Linked DNA regions of Sus scrofa: region 2 is linked to region 1. Evidence: chromatin contacts called from public HiChIP or PLAC-seq data. All regions are on one chromosome and are shown on one strand. The core of a region is the stretch at or near the end of the contact, and the rest is flanking DNA. Distances in the headings are between cores, read along the strand shown.

What was found. HiChIP or PLAC-seq counts read pairs in DNA pulled down with a chosen protein or histone mark.
Region 2: an H3K27ac HiChIP or PLAC-seq map of alveolar macrophages shows a contact between it and region 1. The contact joins two enhancer-like sites. A contact is called at or near these places in 1 of 5 promoter capture datasets (fetal liver), 1 of 47 Hi-C or Micro-C datasets (embryonic fibroblasts) and 1 of 2 datasets of contacts at active chromatin or transcription factors (alveolar macrophages).

What each region holds. Positions count from the first base shown.
Region 1 is chr1:7,418,567-7,421,618 of Sscrofa11.1, reverse strand. It overlaps IGF2R (insulin like growth factor 2 receptor), which reads left to right. Exons shown (of 48, transcript NM_001244473.1): 13 at 1,080-1,223. Among named protein-coding and RNA genes, the nearest start is that of IGF2R, 52 kb to the left of the region's middle. Within about 2 kb of position 1,413, at least 31 of the 83 cell types and tissues checked have an H3K27ac peak or open chromatin away from gene starts, as enhancers often do. A contact at or near this core is called in alveolar macrophages and fetal liver, where this site is marked.
Region 2 is chr1:7,664,153-7,667,329 of Sscrofa11.1, reverse strand. No RefSeq gene overlaps it. Among named protein-coding and RNA genes, the nearest start is that of SOD2, 14 kb to the left of the region's middle. Within about 2 kb of position 1,794, at least 15 of the 83 cell types and tissues checked have an H3K27ac peak or open chromatin away from gene starts, as enhancers often do. A contact at or near this core is called in alveolar macrophages and fetal liver, where this site is marked.

The DNA of each region.
Region 1 (3,052 bases), core at 164-2,663:
TCCATATGCCGAGGGTGTGGCCCTAAGAAGAAAAAAAAAAAAATCTTCCCGTGGTTCATGTCCGCCTTCTGTCCCTGGATTCTGTGTACAAAGAACGGTAAGGAGAAGAGCGTACTGACTCAGGCGTAGCTGACGGGCGGACTTTGGAAGCTGCAGCGTTTCGGGTCGTGCACATGGCCGCAGCCCGAGACGGGCTAGCTGGAAGCAGAAGGAGCCACGTGGGAAAATGCTTCATCTTTTCACCTTGTATCCCGAGGAACCCTGGGAATAACCCACTGCCAGTGCTTGTGTAAAACGGATCCCAGTTTTTTAACAACCTCACTGCCTGGGATTGTTCTAGCATTATGGCCTCAGGCAGGTGGCTTTTGTGGCCTCGCGGGAGAGTGTTGGACCCCTTAGCCTTCTTTGCTGCAGCCGGCTTGCATCTCCGTTGACTGCAAACGCTGTAGCACGTTCATCACTGGAAACGTCCGTAGGAACAAGCTTGAGGGTGCTTGGGGTCGGTTACCAGCCTTAGAGAAGGAGGCGGGCCCAGGCTGGATTTGGGGAATTTGTCCCAGGATCCAGAAGTGGTGGTGGGTCTTTAAAAGCAGGCCCAGGCCTTTCCCTGCCTTGGTTAAGACGGACTTGGGACAGGATTTCAGAACTTTGTTGTGAAAGGTCAGCTGAGTCACTTAATTCACGGTCACTCGCTTGACTTGCTGATCAGTTGGTTCCTGCTTCCGTCGTCATGGGGCAAAGTCTAGCCCCTCGGTTTCAAAAGACCTATGTCTCGGGGGAACTGAAGGCCCCCAAAGTGGGGGAAGTGTTCTTTTCAGGAAGGGTGTGCCCTGCCTTTCTACGTCGCTCCTGCCTTTGCTTTGCAGGACACTGTGCATCCCTCTCACACTTGCCCACTAAGCCCCAAGGTGACCTTGGGGTCCTCCCCGTGGCCGCCCCCAACCAGGCTGGGTGGGCCGGGGAAGGGGCCCACCCACGGGAACTTGGCTGATTTTTTTGTTACTCATCATCTGTGTCATAATTTTTAATCATGCCTTCTGTTGGTTTTTTTTTTTTTTTTCTCTCTTCCTCTTTTCCAGATGAGTCTGGAAGTAAAAACCTGGGCAAATTTATTTCTTCTCCCACAAGAGAAAAAGGAAACATTCAGCTCTCCTACTCGGATGGCGATGAGTGTGGTGGTGGCAAGAGAATAAACACCAATATAACACTCATCTGCAAGCCAGGTGAAGACGAGGGAGGCGCGCGGTCTCTGCGTCCTTGGCGTCTCCGTTCCGCCAGGGTGACGAGGCCAGGAGAGGAGGCGCCAGAGCCCCCAGTGCTGGTCCCCACCCTGCCCCGCAGCCCGGAGATGGAGAAACCATGTGTTGTCTGAGGGGCTGGGGCTGTGATTTTCCAGATGAGTTATGCTCTCTGCACGGCTTCCTCTTCCTCGGCTGCCTGGCTTCCGGGGGGGGGGGGCATCACAGCGGATAGAACCCATGTCCCCGATGTCACTCCCCAAACCCAGTGCCTCTCTCGCTCACCTTTACTTCTAGGCTTAGCCCGTTTGTCAAGGTCAAAATCTCTCTTCATACATTTTTATGTTCGTCCTCGCGTGGTGTTTTGTGAATACTCTTGAGTTTCACAGTTATATTTATGTTGAGGGACTTCCTTGTTGATAATGGCCTGGTTTTACTATTTTTAAACCTTTTCCCTGCAGCTGGGTTAAGAGCCTGTTTCCATTGCAGGCGATCGGCAGTTATACAGCCTCCCTCCCTCCTGGTGGAATATTTTCTTTGGATGAATTCCCAGTTGTGGGAATAGGTCAACAAGGACTAGGAAAAAAAAATTTTTTTTTTTTTTTTTAAAGTTTTGAATGTTCCTTTAAAATGAAAATATCTGTAATATAAAATCTGCTGTTTGAAAGGAATTGTAGTGATAGACGCATGCCGTGAAAGGCACCATTTTACCCGCTTTGACCAGCAAGTTCAGCGGCATTAAGTGCATTTACATTGTACGTCGTAAGTGCAAGTACAACCCTTCCACCACCGGGACTTCGCCGCCCTCCCCGGCCGGAGCCCCGACCCCATGAAGCACGCATTCCCTGTTCCGCTTCCTGCCCCCACCCCCGGCGACCACCCCTGACCTTTCTGTCCCTCTGGGTTTAACCAGTCTAGGGACCTCATGATAAGTGGATTTTTACAGTATTTGTACCAAGGGAACAAATATTTTTAGAGCAAGGGAAGGTTTTTCTTTTTTTCCTTTGAAATACTTCATGGGAGTATAGTTGATGGGTGATGTTCTCTCCATTTTTTTCTGCACAGCAAAATGATTGTTCTCCGCGTTCTCTTCCATGTTCTTTTCCATCGCGGTTGATCGCAGGATGCAGACTCGAGTTCCCTGTGCTCTACAGTAGAACCTTCTTTTTATGTGCAGTAGTTTGCATCTGCTAATCCCCAGTTCCCGATCCTTCCCTCCCCTTGCCCCTCTCCCTCCCGCTTGACAATCGCAAGTCTGTTCTGTGTGTCTGTGAGTCTGTTTGTGTTTTAAGGATGAGTTCATTTGTTTCATGTTTGAGATTCCACATGTAAGTGATAGCACTTCGTACTTGTCTTTCTCTGAGTATGAGAGCACTTAGTGTGAGAGTCTCTAGGTCCATCCATCTTGCTGCCAGTGGCATCATTTCCTTCTTTTTCATGGCTGAGTACTATCCCCTTGTTTGTCTACACAGCATCTTTTTATCCGTTCACCTGTTGATGGACGCTTAGGTTACTTCCATGTCTGGGCTGTTGTGAATAGTGCTGCAGTGAACACGGGGGTGCATGTAGCTTTTTGAATTAGAGTTTTGTCTGGTATCTGCCAAGGAGTGGGATTGCTGGATCTAATGGCAACTCTCCTTTTTGTTTTTTGAGGAACTTCTGTGCTCTTTTTCCATAGTGGCTGCTACCTTGTTGAATTCTTACATTTTTACCAACAGTGTAGGAGGGAATCTCTTTTCTCCACACCCTCTCTAGTGTTTGTTATTTGTAGACTTTGCTGATGGCCATTCTGGCTGGTGTGAGGTGGTGCCTCA
Region 2 (3,177 bases), core at 545-3,044, 250 kb before region 1:
CTAATGGGGTTTGTTACCGCTGAGCCACAATGGGAACTCCTGACTCCCAATTTTTTGATCGCACAGAATAAGACTCTCTTCTCTTAGTGCTAAATGGAAAACCACTCTGTGAATGCCCTTTGGAAATTGTGCTTAAATGTCTGATCTTTGGGACATAATATCCATTTTGTTAAAACGTGACTTTTCTTTGGCCTGGTTTTCTGTTCTGTTCAGCCTGAACTTTTCGAGTCCAAGGCAGACATTTGCGTTTCTCCGCTTGAGTTTCCCCGGTACATGACGCAGCGCCTCCGTTCTCAGACTGAACGGGTGAAAAATCCTCAGTGATGGGACGGCCTCCAAAACCAAGAGAGAAAGAGTCCACTTTGACAGGGACCTCTTTCCAGCCTCTTGAGAGAGACCACGAGGGAAGACGGCATAAGAAAAGGAAGGTATATGTATGTATGACTGGGTCGCTTTGCTGTACCGCAGACGTTGGCACCGCACGGTGCATCAATCACATTTTAATAAAATAAAAAAGTGTCCGCTTTAAACAACTGCCAGGCAAGACAATGGTCGTCAAGACCCCCACGAACCCCACCTCGCCCCCACCCACCATACCAGACCCTCCACATTCCCCCAGCTCAATCCCTGGAGAAGTCAGAAGCCACAGGGAGCTGCTAAGAAAGGAAGCACGGAACAGAGTGAGGCTGCTGGGCAGCACAGGCACATCTACTCAGTGTTCTGTGCTCATTTATATGGGAACGGACATGCGCACAGGTAAAAGTGAGTCACTCTGCTCTACAGCAGAAATTAACACAATATTGTAAATCAACTATACTTCAATGCATTTTTTTCAAGATAATAATAATAATAATAAAAGACCAACCAGAGAAACAACAGCAACAAGCTTCCTGGCGCTTTCTCCCAATGCAGGCTACTGGCTTCCTACAGGCTTGTGCTGAAGGAAAAGTCTCAAATCTTTCATTCTTTTTTAATTTTTTTTTTTTTTTTAGTGGCCACACCTGGCATATGGAAGTTCTCAAGTCAGGGGCCAGGGATTGAATCTAAGCTGCAGCTGCGGCAACACCAGATCAAGCCACTGAGCCGGGCCAGAGATCGAACCCACACCTCAGCAGGGACCGGAGTCACTGCAGTCAGATTCTTAACCCACTGCATCATGGTAAGAACTCCAAGAACTCCTAGCTTTAGATTAGAGTTTTATGACATAGGACGGGGCATGAAAGACTGTGCCTGTGTTCTGACTTCAAGAGACTATATGACTTTTTATTACCTAAGAATTAAAAAGAAGAGAAGTCATGGGGCCAGCCTTTGGCCCAGCGGTGAAGAAAAAATAAGCCCAGCAGGCCAGTGTAATGACACAGCTGGGGACAAGAAGGAAGTCACTTTATGACAACATCCTATGAGTCACGGTTGCTCAATGTGATGGCAACACATCAATGTTACACCTACCAGAAATTCTCCCAGATTTCCAGAACTAATGTGGATTTTTTCCCCCATGGGTCTGTCCCCTGAGTCCTTTCGGTGGAGATTTTGGAGGAGAACCTTGGCTGATGCCACCTTCTTGCCTAGGAACGCCTGGTCCCCAGTCAGCCCAGACGTGACTTTGACACTTAAAAAGAAGTACACAAAGTCACAATTTAGATGCTTTTACACATATGATGGCTTCCTGAGTTGTTTTCAAGTGCTTCTTGAAATTCCTTTAGAAGAGTTTCAATAAGAGTAGCACCAGCTGCTCCTACAGATAAACTCCCGCCTCTGCAGGGTTTACATTACCCAGTCTGCATGTTCCCCGCCTTCCTCTCTATCAGCTGGCAGGTGGGAATGGGCAAGACTGTAACGTGCCCAGCCTGGAAACACCCACATGCCCTCTGCCCACTTACCATTTTCTGGAACTCACTGCCATGGCCACGTCTGACTATAAGAGAAGCAGGACCATGTACTTACCTTTGTGACAAGGAAGAGGAGGAAATGGGCTTAGTATTTCACAGGTGTCTATCATATGCAAAAAAAATCCATATATATTATATATACATATAAATGATGCTATAACTGGTGATGGTAATACATCCTAAGATATAAATGAATAGTCACAGGATACTAAGAAATATAATGGTAATTCTATTTGTCACTTTCTAAGGGATCTGGAAATGCAATCAATGCACACTCTTTTTTTGGCTGAACCCATGGAGGTTCTCAGGCCAGGGAATGGAACCGATGCCATGGCAGTGACAATGCTTGATCCTTAACCCACTGAGCCACCAGGGAACTCCTCAATGCACACTTTAGTCGAATGCCAAATGGCCAATTGTTATGATCAAGATTTGGTCAAAGACAAATAGCACTATCACCGCATGAGCTTTTGAAACTCAAGAACAAATCTGAAGGGTTTTTTGGGGTTTTTTTTTTCTTTTTGCCTTTTCTAGGGCTGCTCCCACAGCATATGGAGGTCCCCGGGTTAGGGTTCTAATTGGAGCTGTTGCCGCCGGCCTACACCAGGGCCACAGCAATGCAGCATCCAAGCCGCGTCTGCAACCTATACCACAGCTCATGCAACACCGGATCCTTAACCTGCTGAGTGAGCCCGGGGATCGAACCCACAACCTCATTGTTCCTAGTCTGAGCCAGGATGGGAACTCCATAAATCTGAAGTTTTATTCAAAATAAATAAAATTATTCTCTTATGAGAACTTTCCATAGTTGTTTGAATGTAAATTTAATTTTTTTTTTGTTTTGTTTGTTTTTGTCTTTTTTTTTTGCTATTTCTTTGGGCCACTCCTGTGGCATATGGAGGTTCCCAGGCTAGGGGTCTAATCGGAGCTGTAGCTGCCCGCCTACGCCAGAGCCACAGCAACTCGGGATCCGAGCCGCATCTGCAACCTACACCACAGCTCACGGCAACGCCGGATCGTTAACCCACTGAGCAAGCGCAGGGACCGAACCCGCAACCTCATGGTTCCTAGTCGGATTCGTTAACCACTGCGCCACGACGGGAACTCCTCCGTAAATTTAATTTTAAATACTTGATATTATAATTTCTTAGCCCATCAGCTGCTAGTTTACTGCTGAGGTCGTTGCTGTACTTTATAACAACTGTCATTGTTGACTGAAGTATAAGTGCTAAATCTCATACTATTTGGAGTTCCCGTCGTGGTTCAGTGGTTAACGAAACTGACTGGC